Linked DNA regions of Mus musculus: region 2 is linked to region 1. Evidence: chromatin contacts called from public Hi-C data. All regions are on one chromosome and are shown on one strand. Each heading gives the region's core, a stretch centred on a gene start, on an enhancer-like site or on the middle of the called end of the contact. The rest is flanking DNA. Distances are from core to core; before and after follow the strand shown. Region 1 overlaps Gm36251 (a long non-coding RNA gene). Region 2 has its middle 47 kb from the start of Gm36367.

Evidence for each region. Hi-C and Micro-C count contacts between places; a contact is called where the count stands out from the background.
Region 2: a contact with region 1 is called in a Hi-C map of cortical neurons, with 1.6 times the contacts expected there. The contact joins two enhancer-like sites. A contact is called at or near these places in 4 of 484 Hi-C or Micro-C datasets (cerebral cortex, cortical neurons, forebrain and 1 more).

Annotation. Positions count from the first base shown.
Region 1 is chr9:113,092,728-113,097,336 of GRCm38.p6, forward strand. All of the region lies in intron 5 of Gm36251 (a long non-coding RNA gene), which reads right to left. Among named protein-coding and RNA genes, the nearest start is that of Gm36251, 28 kb to the right of the region's middle. Within about 2 kb of position 1,789, at least 4 of the 459 cell types and tissues checked have an H3K27ac peak or open chromatin away from gene starts, as enhancers often do. A contact at or near this core is called in cortical neurons and forebrain, where this site is marked.
Region 2 is chr9:113,246,642-113,251,448 of GRCm38.p6, forward strand. No RefSeq gene overlaps it. Among named protein-coding and RNA genes, the nearest start is that of Gm36367, 47 kb to the right of the region's middle. Within about 2 kb of position 1,545, at least 23 of the 459 cell types and tissues checked have an H3K27ac peak or open chromatin away from gene starts, as enhancers often do. A contact at or near this core is called in cortical neurons and forebrain, where this site is marked.

The DNA.
Region 1 (4,609 bases), core at 539-3,038:
GGTAAGGTTATTTCTATTCCACACATTAGTTGTCTGGCTTTGGGCAAGAAACTTGTCTCTCTGGTCCACAGAGAGACTGGAGGGGTTTGAAGCACATCTAGCTGGTGCTTATAAGGACTATATGGAGTATGTGAAACACCTGCCCTACCTCCTGGAGTTCTCATTAGTGAAGATGGGTCCCTTTCCCTCCTTCCGACTTGCATCTCCCTGGATGTCTCGGCTGATGAATGATGGAGCTGTTTGGGAGATGCATTTGATGAGGCTTCGGAACGGTCCTTCAGAGTTTGCAGAGGGAAGGGAGAATCTGATAGATATTCCTACATGCATGTCACAAGAACTGGGGCACCACAAGATGAAGCTCTCCTTAATCCTCCGTCCAAAGACAGAAATCTAGGGAAACCTATGCTGTGAAGCCTGCTGATCAATAATAACTTATGCTTGCATATCTCACTACACACTCAGAAAACTACTCAGTTCCAGCAAGTATTATACATCGCTTCTGCAAGTCAGAAGTCTGTGATTCAGAGAGGTTAATAATAGTACAATTAAAGAGGACCCTGGCTCAGGTGCAAACCAGACTGTCCGATTCCCTTCAGCTACCTGCTCCTATAAACTACCGAATCCACACAGTAGGCATTTGTTACTTTCCTTGTGCCTGTAACAAAATACCCAGAGAGGAAAGATTTCTTTGGACTTGTGGTTTTACCGACTTCTGCCACCGCTGCTTGGCCACCAGCATTTGAGCAGAACGTGAAGGCAGAGAACCGCTGCCCACATCATGGCAGACAGAAGCAGAAAAGCAAGGAGGCTGACACTCAACTAGCTTTGTCTTTTCCTGTTTCTTATCTCCAGCCCACGGGCTGAAGCCGCTAATACTCAAAGCGTGTCTTCCTGGCTCTCTGGGAATGCTCTCACACTCCCATCCATGCCGAAGTCTTCCTTGACAATCCACTAGATAACTCTAAGTCCGCTCAAGCTGACAGTGAAGATTAGCCACCACAGTTGGGTACTGAATGTGTGTGTGCCAGTCTTCATTTTATACAAAGCCTGTTTCCAGAAAGTTCTATCATTCTCTCACTGTCAGCATCTCTGTCCTGGATGTATGGTCAGTATCAAACTTCAAAGAGCTTGTTCTGGCTCCAGTGAGCTCACACAACTCTTCTGAGTGGTCCCCACTCATCCACGAGCACATGGAACTGTTTTCTTCTTAAGAAAAACTACAACCTCTGATGCTTTCTACGGAGGTGACAGCAGCAGGGGACCCAAGAGAAGCAGGCGAGGACCAGAGCCACAAAAACGTCAGCTATTTGAGAAACCCAAAGCACCTGCTTTCTTTAAGATGCCAACCCAGCCCCTCGCCAGACTCTGCCACGCAAGAGCTGCAGTTTGAATTATCAAAAACAAAAACAGATCGCTGGTTAAATTACTCTGATTATTTCTGTAAGGAAACAATTACACCTAATTACAGGCAAGGCTGAGGTGTTGCTTCCGTAATGAAACCAAGGGGGCAGGCGTAAGTTTGAGATCTCATTAGCCAGCTTCTCCTAGCTTCTAAATATACCCCCATGCACTTCCCGCTGGTCTTTTACCGCGGGATTGATTCGAAGCCAGGAAGGTCTTCATAAGGGCTTACTAAAATAAAACTCCACTCTGGAGGCTTCTTTCTGTATGTGACTTTCGTAATTCTGCTGAGATGTATAAAATAGAAGAAAGTGGGATGTGACCAAAGCGGCCACTGGGCACACCCTCGGCTCAGCACCTGAAGGCAGTAAAGTGTTTGTCTCTCTATTTGTGAGTCATCTGTGTCTCAGGAAACAGTTTAAGCACTTGACAGTACCCAAAGTTCCAGTCTGATTCTAACTCAGAAATTCTGTTTTCAAGATCAGTCTTTGTCTCAGGTTTTTAAACATAGAGTTTCATAGAGTTGCTTTATTTCATTATGTATTTATTGAGCCAGGGTTGCTCGTAGCTCAAGCTGGTCTCGAACTTGCTATGTTACTGAGGATGGACTTGAATACTTGACCATCCTGTTTTTGCCTCCCGAGTAATGGTGATTATACTATCACATCTGGTTATGCCATGCTGGGATCAAAGCTAGTCTAGACCTCTACTGACTCTGCTACATGCCCAGCCCCAATTATAGAATTTTGAATCCAGTCTTAGATTTCCCACAAAGGGGAAATTAAGGAAGCCCAGGCAGGGCTGAGAGAAGGAGATGGTTGGTGGAAACAGTTCCTGCTCACCAGCAAGAAGAAATAGCAGCAGAAGAGTGGGCTTCAGAGGGTGGATATTTAAGGCTATGGAGAGAGAAGTAGTTTCTGTCCATTGAATGCAAGGTCCCCTGCATGTTCTGAAAAGTTCCCAGCAGCAAAATATCCTAGCATGGAATAGCCTTTATCTTTAAAATCAGGATTGACTCAGAGTCCCCACCACCATAAGATGGGGGAATAAGAGGAGAGTCACAGAGGAGAGAAGGGCAGCCAGATCATACCATGTCATCTTAAAATAGTGGGCAGAAGATAGAATGATACCCTGAGAAACATTAGGGTTCAAAACCCAAGAACATACAAGGTTTAACTGACTTCTTGAAGATTTTGACAGGACCACATCATGAGATGGGAGGCTTAAACAGTATTGTCTTAAAATGAATAGGGTGGGAGACAGGTAACTGGCTTTCTTCTGACTCTTTTGCTGGACAAGTAAGTCTGAAGGTGGCTGTGAGTCTAGTAACTGGAGCCTAGTGTCCACTTCCTGAGGTTGTTACTGAATACAAAGGCTAGAGGTAAACACAGAAGCATCCTTGGAGGTTGTGCACATCCAGAGCTTAGCTGTGTCATCACACCATTTGGATGCAGTCATAGATGCTAACTCTGATGGTTTGCATATGCTCGGCTCAGGGAGTGGCACTGTTAGAAGGTGTGGCCCTGTTGGAGTAGGTGTGGTCTTGTTGGAGGAAATGTGTAACTGTGGGTGTGGGCTTTAAGACCCTTATCTTAGCTGCCTGGAAGTGAATATTCTGCTAGCAGCCTTCAGATGAAGATGTAGAACTCTCAGCTCCTCCTGCACCATGCCTGCCTGGATGCAACCATGTTTCTACCTTGATAATAATGGACTGAGCCTCTGAACCTGCAAGCCAGCCCCAATTAAATGTTGTACTTATAAGAGTTGCCTTGGTCATGGTGTCTGTTCATAGCAGTAAAACCCTAACTAAGACACTAACCATACAGAACTGATAAATGAGGAGCTGTGGGAATGTCAACACTGTCTGCACACCATCCTTTTGTTTGGAACTTCACCAAGACAGAGAACAAGATGTAAGTCGTAGGCTGAAGGATAAGGAAGCAAACAGCCCAGACAGTAGTTCTGTAGGGCCTGTGGTGTCAATTGCCAGAGCTTGAGGCTGAGCTACAGAAATTAGGAAAAACTAAACCAAGTCTTATAAGAGTGTTTTATTCCCAAAGATTTGATGGTTTGGGTTGCCCAAAATAAGAAGTTATCACTAGATTCCAGAAGCTTCCCAAACTCACACCCTCAATAAAGGCTTCCTCCCTCCCTAAATTCCCTCCCAGAAGTGGCTGAGGAAGGTGTGAAGAATAGGACAATCTTCCTTCCTGGAAGCCAGGAAAACGATGCTCAGGGTGTTCCCACACATGGCCACGAGTCTCTGGCATCTCAGTCATCCAGATGCATTAGCTGTTTGGCACTTCCCACTGTTCATCTTCACAATCCCTCCTTCTAAATCATGATCCTTATGGCCTTTTCCTCCAGAAAAACAGACAAGTTAACGGGCAAGCATGACTTATAGACTGCCAAAACCATGGAGCACTGTGGAATTGTCTGAAATCATCAAATCCAAGAACCCAGGGTTTAAATCTCAATCTAGGGACAAAGGGGATTTCTCACATGCTCGCCCTGCAGTACTGGGTTGGTTGCTTTTCCTATTGATGTGAGTGAATGCCCGACAAAGGCAACTTAAGGGAGGGTGGCTCGTGACGCTTGTGGTTCAAGGGGATACAGTCTACCGTGGTGGGAAAGGCATTGTGACAGATGACTCTGCAGTGCTGGGAGCAAATTTAAGCATCCTTACTTCTCAAGTGATAAGGAGGTAAAGAAGAAGGAATTCCACCTGGATTTCTCCTTTTCCCCTTTGCACTCATGTTGAGACCACAATCCATCATTCTCAGCTTAAGCAAGTTGACCATCACCAATACCAGTGACCTTGTGTTGTGGTTGTCGTCATGGGAACAAAGACACAGTTAGTCCCCACCTTGCCCTTTGCTCAAGCCATAACTCTTTCTGAGCCACTTTTTCCCCTTGAAAGTCATCCAATTACTTGACCTTCTGTCATGGAAAGAATGACCTCACTCTTCATCACGCTTCTGGCACCTAGTCCCCACTAATTCTCTAGAACTTTCTAGTACTTAGGTTGTTTTATTGCAAAATCAAAATACAGTGAAAAGCTACTTTCTCCTTAAACTCTCTGTGTGTGGTGTATGTAAGTGAATGTGTGTGCACATGTGGTATACATGTGTGTGCATGTGGAGTTCAAAGGTGAATGTCAAATATCTTCCTCAATTGCTATCCACTTTATTTTCTGAAACATGGTCTC
Region 2 (4,807 bases), core at 295-2,794, 150 kb after region 1:
ACCCCTAAAGCCCTGAGATAAAGGAGGTGTGATGCAGTAATTACACATTCTGCCAAGTCGTTTTTTAAAGATGACTTGAACTAGGAATGATTCTGAAATATGCAAGGACTCAGGAAGTCCCACATCTACTAGCCCTTGAAGAAAATCGTTATTAGGGTTATATTATATAATATTATATTATATAGTATATGTGTGTGTGATAAATCAAAATGAAGAAATGAAATTGAAATTCCAAGCTGAAATACTGATGATAGGTTTAAAAATGGAAACTGACAAGTACAGAAATCAATATTATAAAACCGCTTTGAAACATCAGATAACTAAAAACGTTAGAAATATTGGGGGCTGCAGAGCATGCATTTGATTTTGTTTTTACCTTTTATTGTACAGATTTCCAAAACTACATCCCAAAGTCAGATTACACAGCTGAAACATCATTTGAAATGTATATAAAAAAGAATCTTTTGACACTAATGTATTTCATTGGGTATACCTAACATCACACGAGATAGACAATTGAAATGAATTTACATTGAATTTTTCAAAGCAATTCTTTAAAACCTATATCTAGATACATCATTAGGTACCTACTAGTAAATAATGGAGAGCTGTTAGCATTGGAGAGAGGGTTTGAAAGGTGTTAATCAAAGCCTATTGTTGCCTCTGGTTTTTGTTGTATTTCTAGAAAATAAAATTTGGCTCAATTTGTATCTCTGGTTGATAAATGTTTTCTGAAAAGCAAGTAACATTTAAAAAATAATAATAAAAGTTGACCTGGTTGTATTGGCCCACATCATTAATTCCCTGCACTCTTGAGGCAGAGACAAGCAGATCTGTGAGTTTGAGGCCAGCTGGATTTGCATAGGTCCAGCCAGGGCTACATAGTCAGATCCTCTTTAAATAATAATTTAAAGAGACATTTTATGAAAGAGACTAAAACAAGCAAAAGCTGTTTGCGTAAGGAAGGCTAACATAAGGCAGCGTGCTTGTCAACAGGAGAAAACCAAGCCACAAGAGAACACAGGAGAGAGGCAGGCACCCAGAGCTCACCATGGAACAGAAATAAAGCTACGGAAGGGAAAGGTGTGCTCTAGTGTTTTCCAAGCACAAAAAAATTGAAACAACCTATAAATACCAATTTGCTAAAGATGGCAAGGTGATCTGTCCTCTAGAGGAAGAGGGACAAAAGTGACTCTAGTACATGGGCCTGACACCCTTCAGGTAAGTAGCCAGGAGGCAAAATACACTGCATTTGCACTTAGAGTGAGTTCTAACATTGGAATCAGGAGCAGGACATTCGAGAGACAGGATGTGGCACAGTAAAAAAAAATCTGTGAATAGGAAGCTGCCATATCATTTCTCTTCCAAAACCATCCGCCTTGGCTTTTGTCTCAGACCCCTTGAATAGTTTGTGCTGCTCTGTGGGGGTTTCAGTCACGTGGTTGCCTCAAATCCACGTGACAAACAGCACTTTGGTCCACCGTCTGTGGGAGTGCAAACTGAGGGCTCTGCAGAACTATATGGCAGTTTCTAAGGAAGTTGAAATACACCCACACTTACATCCCAGAAATTCCATTCCAGCCCATGTCCCCAAGAGACCTGAGTATGCCTAAGTTCACAGAATCTTGTATAAGCGTACTCATGGTAGCTTTATTCATAATTACCAAAGACTAAGGAACAAAATCAAGTTTCACCAACCAGGGAACACCATACCTATTCGCTGGAATGCTACTTAACCATTTAAAGGGGTGAGCCATGAAGCCATGGTGTAGCATGGAGAGCCCTCACAAGTATCCTTTGAGCAAAAGGAGCCAGACCCTAAAGAAAAGCGCACAGTATTTAATTTCGTGTATATGAAATTCTGGAGTAGCCCAGTGAGTCTATAGATATAAATGTCACAACAGAGCTCATCTTGGAGATCACTCTTGACAGGAAAGGAACATGAAAGAATTGTAGTACTGTTTTCAGGTACTCAGGTACGACTATGTGCAAAAGTGAGATTTATAACTGAACACTGAATTCTATTTGATTAAGTTATATACCATGAACACAGTGCTGGACCCCTTCTGTCAAAGGAGCACACTGCCTGCTTCCCTCTGCACTTCTGGAGCTGCCTGGGTACCTGCTCTATCCTGCACTTAGGATTCTGTATCCCTGGGTGAGACCGGAGAGCTGTGTGGATTCAATCCATAGAAAGAACAGGGCAGCCGACCTCATTTCATTCCTTGGGTGGAGTGGAATCTATACTGTTCCTTAAAACAGCGCAAATGTAAACGAGGTGTAAACTGCCTTCACATCTCATTTATGGAACAGATGAGCCGTGAAATGCATTTCACAGGCACAAGTGCTGCAGGGGTATGCTTAGCAAGCGAGCACAGTCTCACAGTGCGGAGTTGAACATTTGTTCCTCTTCCCTCGGGATCCAGGATTATTTCTGCGTATGACGGCTGGCCGGGTGGGGGGGGAGGGGGGCAGGGTATGAGTGTGGGAGGAAGAAGGGAGCTACTTCTCCAGTCCTTAGGATTTCTTCCTTTTACCGTGTGATCAACTCCTACACATCTGTCAGAGTCCAACATAGCTGTCACCTCCCTGTATAGCACTCTTGTTCCCTGATCCTGTTCCTCTCTACACAGACACAGCATGTGGCTTTTTTCCTGTCTTGATTTATCATGGTGGTTCTGTAGGCTCCCTGTAGCCCAATGTTTGATTTCAGTAGTTGCTCAATTAATCTCGTGTCCAGTATGTACATGTGTATATCTGTGTGGTGTATGTACACATGTGTGTGCAGTATACACACCCATGTATATTCGTGTAGAAGCTAGAGAAGAATATCAAGTGTCTTCCTGTAACCGATGTTATTTTTTGAGACAAGGTCTTTCACAGAACTGGATGCTTGCTGTTTGAGCTAGTCTGGTTGGCCACTGAGCTCCTGGAATCTTCCTGTCATTGCCCCACAGCACTTGGGTTACAGACACGTGTGGCTCTCCTAGGCTTTCACATGGGTGCTAAGAACATAATCTTAGATCCTCCTGTTTTCACAGCAAGTACATCAAGCCATCATCTCTCCAGCTCCTTAGATTATGGCATGTAGGGATGCCTCCCTCCATAGAGGCTAACTCTTCTGTAAACAGTTCCCCAAACACAAAATCATCACATACTTGAGTCAGAGAACATGGATGCATCAAGCTAGTCCTGACCTGTAACTTTGATCCCTACTGGCTAGTTATCATAGTACTGGAAGGTTGTTGTGCATGCTGAAAAAGGAGGGAAACCGTCATCAATCTTACCCAGTTGTGAATTCTACAAGCTGGTATAGCCATTGATCTAGAAAGGCGTGCCCACTGGTGCAATAATGGCATAAACGCTGTGGACTGACCAACCATTCTCTGGTTGGATTTATGTCCTGTTCAGGAAGATGAAATTCATGCCTGGCACCATTGTCATGCCAAGAACCTGTGGTGAGATTGGTCATGGCCCCAGAGAAGAACTTACTACTGCTCTTATGTTAAATAGAGATAGTAAGCAACTGACTCCTGATGGCTCATCATCATATCCATAGATCAGTGCATTTCTCGATGCTTCTCAGATATGCTTCTATTTAGAGTAAACCCAGAAACCCACAACTGCTCAACAGGCAAAGAATAGAAGGCTGTGGAATGTTTAGCTCTAAATGGGACATCTCTATCCACCCACAAGGCTCAGGGATCATTTTAAACAGGGGGTTGGAACTCTGAAAGATACAGAAAGAGTGGATGGATAAAAAGAAATGATGTCTTCCATCTACAGCAGAGCAGTTGCTCATATGAACCATAGCAACAGTGATGGCATGTATAAGCCCTGTGAAAACTCAGGCCAATATGGAGAGGGAAAGTAGACATGAAGTCTCATCCAAGACTGAGGAGCCATTGGCAATTGATATTGGCAATGAGGGAGAGCAAATCTTCTTTAAGAGTTTTGACCCTGATCTTATGGAGCCTCAACCCTAGGCAAAAACCTATGGGCAACTAACAACTGTTGATAGAGGGAGAATTAGTCTTGCTCAGGGAGAAGTCCCCCAATTGGCTTTCCAGTACCAGGGGTCATCCCTAAAATCATATACATATAAACAACACTAAATGCACTTGGTAGGCTGTGTTTATATATCCATGTATATATTAATAGATAACAAGAATAATTAAAGAAAAAAGGTCATGAATTTAAGATGGAGTGATGAATGGGGACCTGGGAGGGATTGGAGGTAGACAAGGAATGGGGAAATTTTATGATCGTAATTTAATTGAAGAAATAAGATTAAAAGTGAAAAGAAAAGTTTTGCCCCTAGTAGGTTAACTACAATTCAGTAGAAGGCCACACATCCAAGAATATATGAGCAGCACATATTGGACCTAATAGGTGTACTACAAAGAGAACATAAAGTTGAGTGGTTAGGCAAACAAGCATGGGTCTGGGAGGAGTGGGTTGCAGCATGAATATGATCAAGACATGTTGCACAAAATTCTCAAAGAACTAACAAAAAAGTTTCCAAGGATATTAAGTGTGTCATCACATGTATCTTCAAGGTACATATGTACACATACCTCCAGGTTTACTGTACAAGATTAGAGTAGAAGTCAGGTGGTGTAAATCAAAATCATGTGTTACCCCACTTCTGTAAGAGGAACTGAGATATCCCACATTGATAATTGCTATGTCTCCATCATTTACTCTGAGGTAGTTGGTTACTAAAGGTAGATGTCTCTAAAGAGCAGAGTTTGGGCTTACATTCTCTGGGTACTGCCTGATAATGGCTGGATGAGTCTTGATGTCT